Linked DNA regions of Anas platyrhynchos: region 2 is linked to region 1. The links are chromatin contacts, called in public Hi-C maps. All regions are on one chromosome and are shown on one strand. Each heading gives the region's core, a stretch centred on a gene start, on an enhancer-like site or on the middle of the called end of the contact. The rest is flanking DNA. Distances are from core to core; before and after follow the strand shown.

The links. Hi-C and Micro-C count contacts between places; a contact is called where the count stands out from the background.
Region 2: a Hi-C map of subcutaneous adipose tissue shows a contact between it and region 1, with 3 times the contacts expected there. The contact joins two enhancer-like sites. A contact is called at or near these places in 6 of 8 Hi-C or Micro-C datasets (F1 follicle, F5 follicle, liver and 2 more).

What each region holds. Positions count from the first base shown.
Region 1 is chr1:1,782,760-1,788,656 of IASCAAS_PekinDuck_T2T, forward strand. It overlaps TASOR2 (transcription activation suppressor family member 2), which reads right to left. Exons shown (of 25, transcript XM_072039955.1): 6 at 5,654-5,745; 7 at 4,877-5,014; 8 at 4,623-4,747; 9 at 4,508-4,527; 10 at 4,305-4,404; 11 at 3,513-3,613; 12 at 2,994-3,097; 13 at 537-609; 14 at 350-424. Among named protein-coding and RNA genes, the nearest start is that of TASOR2, 14 kb to the right of the region's middle. Within about 2 kb of position 1,657, at least 1 of the 8 cell types and tissues checked has an H3K27ac peak or open chromatin away from gene starts, as enhancers often do. A contact at or near this core is called in subcutaneous adipose tissue, where this site is marked.
Region 2 is chr1:1,854,969-1,860,494 of IASCAAS_PekinDuck_T2T, forward strand. The region is part of intron 1 of NET1 (neuroepithelial cell transforming 1); the gene reads right to left. Among named protein-coding and RNA genes, the nearest start is that of NET1, 12 kb to the right of the region's middle. Within about 2 kb of position 2,908, at least 7 of the 8 cell types and tissues checked have an H3K27ac peak or open chromatin away from gene starts, as enhancers often do. A contact at or near this core is called in subcutaneous adipose tissue, where this site is marked.

The sequences.
Region 1 (5,897 bases), core at 407-2,906:
GCAGGGAGCAGATGCTGCTGAAAACCAACTCAGAGGAAGAAAAGCAATTGTTTTTCACTCAAGAATCGCAGAAAAGCAATTATTTTTCACTATTTTTGCCCCTCCTGTGAAGGGGCAAGGATGTGCAGAAGGGTCAAAGCACGGAGACCTGGTTTACATCGGCTTAAAAATGAAGTATGGCTGAACAGATGGGACTCATCTCCTCTTTTAACACCCTTTGCACTGAAGCTGTAGGTGGTGTTGAGCTGAGAAATCAGCTTTTCCAGAGGAACACGTCTGCTAGAACCCTCAACTGAAGATCCTGCACCCAAAATGTAGCATCTGAAGCCAGCCAAGAGAACCTCCCTACCTCTCAGGCACACTGCTCGGGACGAGGTGAACAGAAACAGGGCCAGGAGGCTGACAGGCTCCTTGGGGTCGAATCCTGTGAAGTAAAGCGACAGGTTTTGTTTAAAAAACACACAAAAGTGCCCATCCTCTACACTAGGGCAGGTTATTTAAGCCCAAGTGTTGGCTCCTAGGTGGCCGTGCATTACCATCATCCCGTGCCAACGCGGAGGAGGTCAGGAGGATAAGAACTCCTTGATCTTGTAAATATTTGATGATCGCCTGGAACAAACAAAACAGAGTTAGAGCAGCCTCTCCCTGCCCTCCTAAGCACACTTCATGTCACTCAGCGCCGCTGTCAACAAGCCCCGAGTGCTGGTGAACGTGTGCCAACAGCACCAGCTCAACCCTTGCCGAGGACACCGCCGTGCCACTTGAGTCACCGGGACTTGGAGCCCAAAATATTCCATTTAAGGCTGTTATTCATCCCAAAGTCCTCCCATCTGTTACTTAAAACAACAGAAATGCTTAGCCAAACCGACTGCTAGGAACAATTAACGAGCAAGGTTAATAATTTTAGCCCCTTTCGGTTCAAAAGTCCCTGGGCATCTCAGCCACGAAGACTTCTCAGCAGCGCGAGGGGAGGGCTTTCCCAGAAGGGGAAGCAAAGCTGGACACGAGCGTCTGAGTCCGCAGCCAACAGCTCCAGGCACGAGCCCGAGTGAGTTCAGTCCCTGCAGCCTGCTTATTAGCAGCAGCAGCATCAATAAATGTTAAAAAAATCAAAAAGCTGAGCCTAAGAGACCGCCGTGCCTCTGTCTCAGGAGTGGATGACCACATGTCTAAAAAGATCCGTGGGCTTCTCGAGGCTTTTCTGGGATTTGGGTGTTGCCTAATACCTCGGAGCTGGGCTCGGGCTGCCTTTTCTTCCATGAGGACACCCATTTGGATCTCTTTCTGCCGTTCAGACATGTCTTTTAAGGGGAACTTCCAGGACATGAGTAACTCCGGGGCTCCTAATGCTCGGAGAAAGCTCGCTGATCCCATTCAGCACACGCAGACATAACGGAGGATTGGACTGGAGCCCAGCCCACATGACAACGGAGCAGCTTTGGAAATGCTGAATAATTTCAGCGTGATATTTGCTCCTCAGAACGGTAGCTCCTTGCTTCAAACCGTCTCAAGCCAGCCGAGCAGGGCGGATAAAAGCCAAGATGTCACCTAGCTCAATGAAACTGCCATCGTTTCTCACCAGCGGGGTGATTTTCAGGCACACGAGGGAAAAAGGCAAGCCACGAGTCAGCAGCTGCCTGACACAGAGCTGAGAGAAGTCACCCTCCACCCAGAGGAGTGCAGCTGGCCTCGAGCAACCCTGCTCGTTCCCAGCTACTCTTTCATTTTCACTTGCAAGCCAGATGCCAGTGCTCCTGCTGCTTTCAGCACCCAAGCTCCTCACGGCTGCATCTCAACCACCTCATCTTCCCCAGCTCCTCCAGAGTCCAGCTCTGCGAGGCTTGGCAGAAATGAGGAGAAAAGGAGCACGGACAAGGTTACGACCTTGCAGATGCTGGGAACCCCGAGCAGTGCAGCATCAGGTGAACTTCAGCGTGGGTGCCACAACCAGGTGCCCATCTGATGCCACCAGCACGAGAAGGGACATTTACCTCGTCTACGCTATCTCCTTCTTCATTTCTCCTGTTGTCACCAATAAAAGGCAGTCTCATCAAGGATTTATGGAGGCTGAGAGCCTTTCCTGCAAACACTTGCTCTGGTATGGCAGAAGCACGCTGGTGGGCAGCTCTTCAGCAGTGCCTCACAGCACCAGCCCTTCCAGGCAGCTCGTGGAGTGCTGCCAGCTTACGCTGAGGGGAGGATGTGCCCAGCCAGTTGTATGTTTTCAGCTGGGAATTTACAACCCTGAACCTACAGGCAGGGTCAGATGGGACAGCGCAAACAGCAGCAGCAAAGCCAAACCCCAAGCACGAATCCCAGCAGTGCTGAGCTCCTCGGGGGTGATGCTCAGCCCCGGGAGTCAAAAGGAGACACGAAGATTGTGCTGTGAGCAGGAAAACCCCAGTGTGCTGGAATAACTCTTATCAGGTCTTATTGTGCAAGCAGCCTTCAGCAACAACAGATGGGAAATTCTCTGTTAAAGCAGAAATAAATCTCAATATCTTCAGAAGCTCCCGAGGCTTCAGCAGCGTAGCTGTGAGGAGCTGAGTGGGGACTATTTTTCAGTCAAGAAAAAAAAGGAAGAAAGGCAGGCACGTGGCAGCTTATGTCTTTTGCTTAGTAATTCTCATTCTAGCACGGAAAGCTCCCACTTTCTTAATATCTAAGATCCCCTTGCAGTCCTTGTCCACTATGGAAATGCAAAGACAAGCCAATAAACCAGTCTCATCTGGCACAAAGACACTCAAAGAGGTCTGCCTGCTACATTTCTGCTCACCCCAGAAATCAGGTCCCAGCTCATAGGGAGCAATCTTCAGTTAGCAGAAAGACTAAATTAGGTTGGAGAATAACTAAGCATGAAAATAATACTTAAAGCAGAGAAATTTGTTCCATTTTGCATTATTTCAGAATCTTTGAATAATGCTACCAAAGATTCAGAAGAATATTTAAAAGAGTATTCTCCTGCCAGAATGAAAACGTTTTAAAATACTTACCAAGTCCCTTTTCTTTAGATTTTCTAATAATTGATTCATTTTATGTTGATCCTTATTTGCTATTTCCACTTCATATAGACTGAAGTAAACGCCCTGGAAGCAGACTGCAGACAAAAGAGAGAGAACTTCACGTAGGATGTCTCTTACATCAACTCCAAACAACCAAGCACTCCCCTACCAGGAAGGTGGGGGTGCAACTGATGGAAGCACTGGTTTTGTTTCGTATTTTTTAAAAAAGAAAAGCGAAAAACAAACCTGTTATCAAGATTTCCTAATATAAGACATATGCATTGATATTATAGTGAGTTTCCTCTTCAACCCTTGGTTCATAGGAGATGTTTCCTATCCTAGCTCTGCAGCTACAAAAAGCAATTTGAGTGATGCTGCAGGAGGTGCTGGGTCAGACCCCGAGAGGTGGAATGTCCCTCACCTCACTGGGAAATCACGTTAGAAATTCTGTTTTCCTGCAAATCCTAACTGCAAACATCCCCTGCAAACGCTGGCGGGTTTTACACTCACCTTCATTCTCAATGTAATTTCTTTTCCCAAACGCAGCTTCTGGCAGCTTTTTCTTCAAGTCAGACAGCCCCATGACGTGGTTAATGTCCAGGTTGGGAGGCCTGTGGGGAGAAAGCAGCGGGGCTCACGTCCAGAAAAGGCTCTCAGGATTAAGCCCTGTCACTGTGAACCACTCCAAACACTGATATCGGTGCCCTGCTACTGGCTGTTCCAAGTTGTTACCTGCTGGATGGCCCCTGACTAATGAAGATTTTAAATACCTCCCCTTTTTTGAATGCCACTTACCTCAATAATTTATTTGCCACCGTGCCAATCTGTAAACACAATTGGCTAACTTTATTTGCACTGTCAGGAAGCCCACTTCTCACAAGGAGAAATAATCCCCAGCAGGGGTAATTGTTTCAGAATAAACATGCCCAAACTGTTAACATAACAAAGTGGTGACAAAACGCAGCTGTTTCCAGCTGCTGTAAGAAGCCTGATCTCGTGTCCTCCTCCAGCTGCTACTGTGTGTGTGACACCACACTGCTGGCTGCCCCAAATCCCTTCCTGACACTGATAATTCCCCCGACTGTGTGTAAGGTAATTTGGCACAGCTGCAAGAAGCTGTTGATCAACAAAAGGATGGGGCAACAGACACAAAATTGGCTTTTCTGGTACATGGATACCCAGGTGCTGGAAGCCAACCTGCCTGCTAAAGACCCAAATATAATCCCAAAAGGGTCAGTAAGAGTGGTTGGAACGCTGCACACCCCAAATATTGCACAGAAAGAAGAGGAAAGAGCAACTTACAGCTGTGCTGGGATCGTGGAGCTGTACGGGGTCCTCAGGGCAATGTTGCACAAGAGCTGGCCCCGGATGGAGAGCTGCCCCCTCCACGGGCAATAAAATGCTACTGGCAGAAGAGAGAACGGCTCAGAAAAAGCAGGAAAAAGAGGAGGGCGAACAGATAAAGGCACATTTATCAAACAAATCCAGCTGCCAGATGTCCTTACCTTTGTGGTTAGGCTCAGGTCTAGAGAAAAGGGAGAAAAAGAAGAATATTTAGCAATGGGAAGGGGAAAAACAGCCCACACAAATAGTGTTTTGGAAGGACAGCAAGCTGCTTACAGGCTCTCTCTAGCTAAGACGGGCATCTCCTTTGGCTCTCTGTACTGGCAGGTGATGACTATGTAGGGGCAGATCTGCCTGGGGCGCTCCGCAGCGCTGCCGTCGGACACTTCATACACGTAATACTAGGGGGAGAAGGGAAACAGATGAAAATACGTGGTGCAGAAGGAGCAAAGGCAGCTCAGCCAACGCTGTGCTCCCCTGCTGCCTGCAGGCGAGCTGTCTGCACAGCCCTTCTGCTCCAAACCCCATACCTGGCTCTGCTCGAAGGCCTGGCAGGGGCTGGCCTTTGACGGGACGATGTTCTTGCTCACGGCGACGTGGCAGTCGTAGCCGGGAGAGGGGCAGGTGTAGCTGGTTGTGTAATTCTCAGACACCACCTTCACCTTCCCCTGGGTAAGCAAATGTAATAGTAATTTAAAGAAGAATACACAAAAGCGTTTGCAGAGACGTATTTTGAAGGACCCCCGAATCATCTTCTTCCCTAAACAGCAGTGCTCGCGTCTTGAGGGGGCTGTGGGTGTTTGAATCCTTCCAAACAGGAGGGGATGACTTGTCTGAGCTTGGTTTGGCACACAAACCAGCTCCAATGAGAGCCAAGAGGAGCAAGGTGCTTTCACAGCCTGCTACGGAGAGCAGGAGCCAGTGGGGAAGTGAGAAAGGGGCCCTGCGCCAGCCCCATGGAGGAAGGGAGTCCCTCCTTAAGGAGGAACTTGAGCTTCAAACTGTCTCAAACTGTAAAAATGCATGAAAGTTTGGGGGAAAAAGTGACCCTAGTGGAAATTTCTGATCGCAGGGGTGGCATTTGGAAGGTTTTCTGCATCCCTGAGCCACCAGCCAAGCCCAGCCTGATGTCTTGCTTTCCAGTCTGGCGCATCCCATGGTCAAAAATCCCAAAGAGCTCTCCACAGAGCTGACTTTTACACCCTACCCCACCACACTGACGGGCACCAACGTGTCCTTAAAAACTACCTGCATCGTACACCGATTTAGGAAAACCACTCCACGTAAAAGAAAAAGTTGTGTTTTACCTTAATTAGCTTGCAGATGACAATGTAGCCTGATTTCCCATGGTACCAGGGTCTTGGAAGAAGACAGTCGGCGTACTTGGATATATACACCCCTGTGAAACCAAAGCAGTGCAAGATAGCATGAACGGTCTGTCGAGAAATGCTGAGTGCTGAAAAACCTGTCAAGAGGAAGCTCCTGTGAAGAGGATTCTCTGAAGAGCCAGCGCTGCAAACCTCATTGGACTCTGCTGCCATAAAAAGGGTG
Region 2 (5,526 bases), core at 1,658-4,157, 73 kb after region 1:
CAAAAGGTTCCGAGTTCAGCTCAAACTGACTGCACTTAAAGTCTGACTCTTTCCATTTCGTATCGCCCCCGGAGCCCCTTCCCCTCTGGTACCTATTTTGAACGCTCCCTGGGGACAGCAGTCGGGACTTGCGGGTGCCCAGAAGCCCTGGGAGCGAGCTGTGCCAGCCCAGGAGCTCCAAATCCAGACGGCTATTTTGAGTTCTTGTGGGAACCAAGCTCCATCCAATAAATATTACAAGTCATCCTGGGAGAACGGTCGGGAAAACATACATTTTAATGCTGACAGGCACAAACTTTCCTCTTTTTTTTTTTTTTTTAAGAAATAACCCTAAGCAGCTATACAAACAAATGTTTCTGCTGCATGTTTTTTGCTTTCCTACAAGCCGTGTCTTTGCAGCCCCTTGGTGGGAGCCCTGCCCCGTTGTAGGGCCCACTGGTGATTCAGGTGGGCTTGTGCTCAGTCACCTCCTTAAGCTGTACACCAAAAAGTCACTAAAAGCCAGCTGAAAAAGGGTTGCTTGCCTGTAGCAGCACAGCTCGAGGCTCTCACGAGAGCAGGGGACCCATAGGAGCAGCGGCAGTGCCACGTGTGTTTGGAGGAAGCCTCCTTCCTGCCCTTTGCTACGGCACCCGCGCGGGGACGCCTCAGCGCTGGCTGGCTGTGTTTGTCATTAGTTATGATTCACAAGAAAAGCAAACTGAATAAACCGCAGGATCTGGCTCGAGATAATCGAAGCCAGCACTTTCTGTCCTGCAGAAGTGCTGCAACACAGCTGGGGTGGGCACAGAGAGATGTGAGCCCCCTTTTTTGCCCATTTTGGAGGAAAGGAGCTGGTGTAAGCAACTGGCCCATGACAATCCATGCCAAGAGCTACCAGGGACACAAGGTGGAACTGGAAATAAAGTTTCTAAAGCCTTAGAAGGGATTTACAGGGGGCTGCTAAGCAGACAACCCCAAAACTGGTGGAGATCAGGGGTGGTTCAGGAAAAAGGAGCATCACAGCCCTGTCCTTGCTCTTCCCTCAGTGCCCAGAAGCAGTGCATTAGGTCAGAGGGACGCTGGGGCTGAAGCAGCTCTTATGTTCTTAAGAAATTTCATCTCCTCCTCCTCATCTTTGGCAGGGCTATAAAAAGATGCCCTGCATCGCTCTGGAGGCGATTAGCGCTGATCCCACGCAGGAGAAAAGCCCCAAGGGAGAGAGAGATTGGGGCGGGTAGCAGTCTAGGAACTGCGAGCCTAGTTCCTAGACTCCAAAAAAAATAAATAAATTAAAAAAAAAATCGGAGCTGTAGGAAAAACAGAAAAGGAGACAAGAGAGAAAATAATGGGAAAAGAGCAAGGAGCGAGGAGCCGGGCAGGAAACGGCTGCAGGGTGGAGCTGCCTAATGTAATGTCTACACAATTTAAGGGTAAGGCTGTAAGAGAAACAGAGCTCAGGCAGTGGGTGGTAAGGCAGCCCTGAGTGACTTCACATTTGAAATATTTAAACATTACAAGGGCTTGAAGGTGTACTTGGCTAGTACAAAAGAGCTTGTTTAATGCTTTTACTTTTCCAAGGGCCAGTCCCTTTCATGCTTTTCTTCCTAAATGTAAGGATAAGTAAACACATTTAGCGCTGATAGCCCAGGCAGCTCCGCCAGCCAGTAACAAATCGACCCGTGCCGGGTTGACACAGGCCAGGAACCACCCCGGGAGAATTTATTTTCACAAACAAGGCTCTCAGTGTTTTATTAACTTCATTTTAAGCACTTCACCTAGCGCACCCTCTGTGCTTGGGCATGGCACTCGTCTCCTTTTGGGGAGACCACCCCTCTTCAAACTATTTTAACCTTTAACAACCTTTTTTCCCCCTCGGGGAATTTGGAGGCTGCAGCTTTGCTTCTCACGCAGCATTTTGGGCACTTCAGCAGCGGGGCACAGCTGATATAGGACCGAAAGGCTGCTGCCCGTGACTGACCTAAGCCTGGAGCCCCACAACTCCCACCATAAAACCACGACGACGCTTCTCAGCCCTCCCTGCAGGTGCTGAGGAACTCATCTCACGATGCTTTGTACCCTGAGCCTCTGCTCCATCCTGCCACGGGGAAAGCAGGAGGGGAGCATCAGCTCTGAAAGGACTCAGTTCCAGTCCTGGAAGGTGATTTCCAGGTGGAGATCCTTTCTTTTCCCCCTCCTCTGGCCAATTTAGCTCGGTTTGCATGTGTACGGCAGCAGAGATGGGGTTAGACCTCGATGCTCTTGGTGGAAATGACAGCCTCCGATGCCGTACGTGGCCCTGGGAGTTGCAGTAGCAGATAAGGAGCAGAGTAATGACAGCCCTGCAAGGAGAGGAAGAGAGCTCGAAACTCAGACAAAACAATACAGCGAGGGATTAAGAAATCAGGGAAAACGCAGATCCTGCAGCAGACAAGGAACTGCTGCCTCCAGGGATAATTTTATGGATGCTGGCAGGGAAAGGCTGCTGCTCGGCGGCCAAGGCAGCCGCATGAGCTAGCAGGATGAGAAGGGGAGGAGAGCTCAGCCACGAGTCTCTAATCTCTTTCCACGGGACAAGCACAAATACACCTGGAGTCTGTCTTCAAGCCTGAAGCAGAGCAGGAATGAGGTTTTAATAGATGCACCGTAGCCATTCCCAGTTATTACAGCAAACAAACAAACCACCCCCACGCAAAATAAACCTCTGAGTGCAAGGGAATCCGACAGCACCTCGCTAGAAAGCACGGCCAGTCTTCAGAGGAGAGAAAGTCTGCTAGACGTGACCACAGGAAACCCGTTATTAAAGCTCACTCAGCTCAGCCCGTGGTTATTCATGTTCTGGAGAACATTCTTGGACAGTTAGTACAAAGATTACTGTGTCTCTCCTACAGATTATCCTAAAGCAACTCTTTAGACAAAGAGAGCTGAGAGTGGTTCCAGAGCAATCCCGAATCCGCCCCCTTCTGTGTATGAATCAGCATTGCAACGGCCCTGCCACGTGTGCTCGATGCAAAGAGATGATCAGGAGCAAATTCAAGATCAAAACCCACCTGGGAGATGCTTTAGTCAGCTGAAATTGGAGGCAGTGACATCCCACGTAATGTTTTTAAACTGGGCTCAGTAAAAAAATAAAGGGCCTGATGCATCGACAAGGATCAGTGCACTGACAGCACTGCACATCTCAGCGCTTCCCTGCTACGGGGAGCGCTTCTTCCCCACCTGCTGATGGGGCACAAGATAAAACCCCGACCCATCTGAGCGATATAAAGCACCTCAGGGAAGGGGATGTGACACCACCAGCAGCTGGCAGGCGAACCAGAGGCTGGGCTGTGTTGTGGTTAGCAGACACCTCGCTGAAAGGCAGCGCTTCTGCAGCAGCCTCTGTCTGTTGATAACTGCTCCGAGTTTCAGGGCCAAGCCCTCTGTAAAAGAGTTACAACAACACCAGCTGCTCCTTTCGAAAGATCGCCCTGCGAAGTGCAAAGTCCCCCGAAACTAAACGAATGCAAACGACAGTCATACAGGACCTTGAGTCCGTGCCACTAATTAGTTAGTGAGCGCTTCAGAGTGCTCTGGGTGATGTTTTCCAGCCAGTTTCAGGGACTCCTGAACGCAATTGCCATTAAAAAAACACAAACATGGAAATTCAGCCACTTCAGCTCACTGGGAAACCTCGCAGCTAGAAGTTTAAACTGACAGAGAAGCAGTTGCAGTCTTAAGACCTTCCTTAATGTGCGTGTGGGTGGGAAATGAGCTTAACTCCATGCACCAGGCTTCTGTGGTTTCTCTGATGCTGGAGACTAACATATTCTGGGCTGTCAGCAAACCTGGAACCACCCAGGGAACTTCACAGAAGAGCTTTTAAGTGAGGAGACAGGTGATGAACGCTCGCGGCCCTGCTGTGTTCCTGCTCCAGACCACCCACGTGCCCCCATGGGCTCACGTGCTTTGGTTCCCCGCTTGCCTTCCTCCTCCCCGAGTCATTTTAGATCTCACCGAGCTCAAATGGTTTAGGAAAAGGACACGGTCAGCAGCCAGCGTGTCATCAATGACTATTAATTGTGTGGGGAGTGGAAAAAGGACGCTCATCGGTAGCAGTCAAGTTACTTCCCTTTATCCCGGGTGGGGAAGCAGTAACCATTGGACTCAGTGCAGTTAAATTAATTCCAAATGTAGCCCAGCCGGCCAATTTAGTGTAAATATTCAGCTCAGATTTAAACACCCGGGTTGTGCCTTGGGGTGAGAGTGAAGGGAGAGCTGTTTCCCGATCCAGAGGTGACACCTAGAGGAAGAGGATTTCATTGCGTGCTTGGCAGTTCTTGAAGAGGCTGAAAAAGGAGTCCGAAAGCTCTGCCTGAAGCTCCATTTGCAGTGGTTTTGGAGTCCCTGCTTTTATCCTAGGACAGGATAAAATAGCCCAGTAGGTCTCACCCCCCCCCCCCCAGCAGTGGGTAAGCAGATTTATTGCTTTATGCCCTTCCTAACAGACCTTGCCTCCATTCCCCAGACTCAAACACCACACATTCTGCTTTTTAAACCTCTATCTTATTTACACACCCTGAACAGCCTCAGCCATGGAGGTGAGGCTAAAAAAGCCGTCCAGGCACAGGCCAGCTCCAAAGGAAGCCAGGCTCCTTCACCACCAGTCCTTGGAGCGACTTGCTAAAACACGCAGGAGGCTTCAGCCAAGGTTGGTGTTCCTCCTCCGCGTCAGGCAGGGCCGCCCCAGATTTGCAATTCTAATCACGTTCCTAGCTCCGAGCCTTTTCTGGTGTCTGTTTGCTACGGCTCCCCAAAACAAACACGGAGAATAAAGGTGAGCAGCAAAGCGTCCAAATAGGGCAGGGATGAGGGTTGCAACACGGAGCCTGCAAGGCTGTGGCTGCATGGATGTGTTTTATACCCCTGCTCGCGGGTGTAAATGCCTCTTTTGGAGAAGTTGCTGAAAAATACGGGGTTCTGCGCAAGGAACAAAAATTATCTTGTCCACCTGGGACCCATCCAAGCATCCGAGAGGTCTGAGATAACCCATGACTCTTCCCTCCCTCTTAAAAGGCTGCTGGGAGGGTGTCCGGTCTGTCCCAGCCTTAATTTCTGGGAAGACTTCAAAGGAACCCTCAATGAAATTGCCTGAGGAGGGCAAGGCAGCAGGAAGCCAAGGCCTGTGATCAAGCCTGCCTCCCTGACCATTTGCAGGTAAAGCTGAAGGTTTGCTCAGACAATTGCTCGCAATTATGTTAAACGCTTAATGAGGTGCTTCCCCTCTCACCAGGATGTGGTAACTGGGGGACCACCAGCCCCATGGCATGGCGGTGTTGAAGAGATTTGCTGACAACCTCTAATTCCTTTGCTTCTCCCAGCAAAGGCAGGAGGTTGAACTGAATCAACAAAGCTGCAAGACTTAAACAGTGAGAAGCACAAGGTAAGTATTTAGGCAAGTCAATTCTATGTGAAATTGTGGCTGCTTTCCAGGGACTGCTGAAGTTTGCCCTGCCGAGTACAAAAGCTGTACAAAAATGAAGATGTGAAGCTAGGAGGACGAAGTTA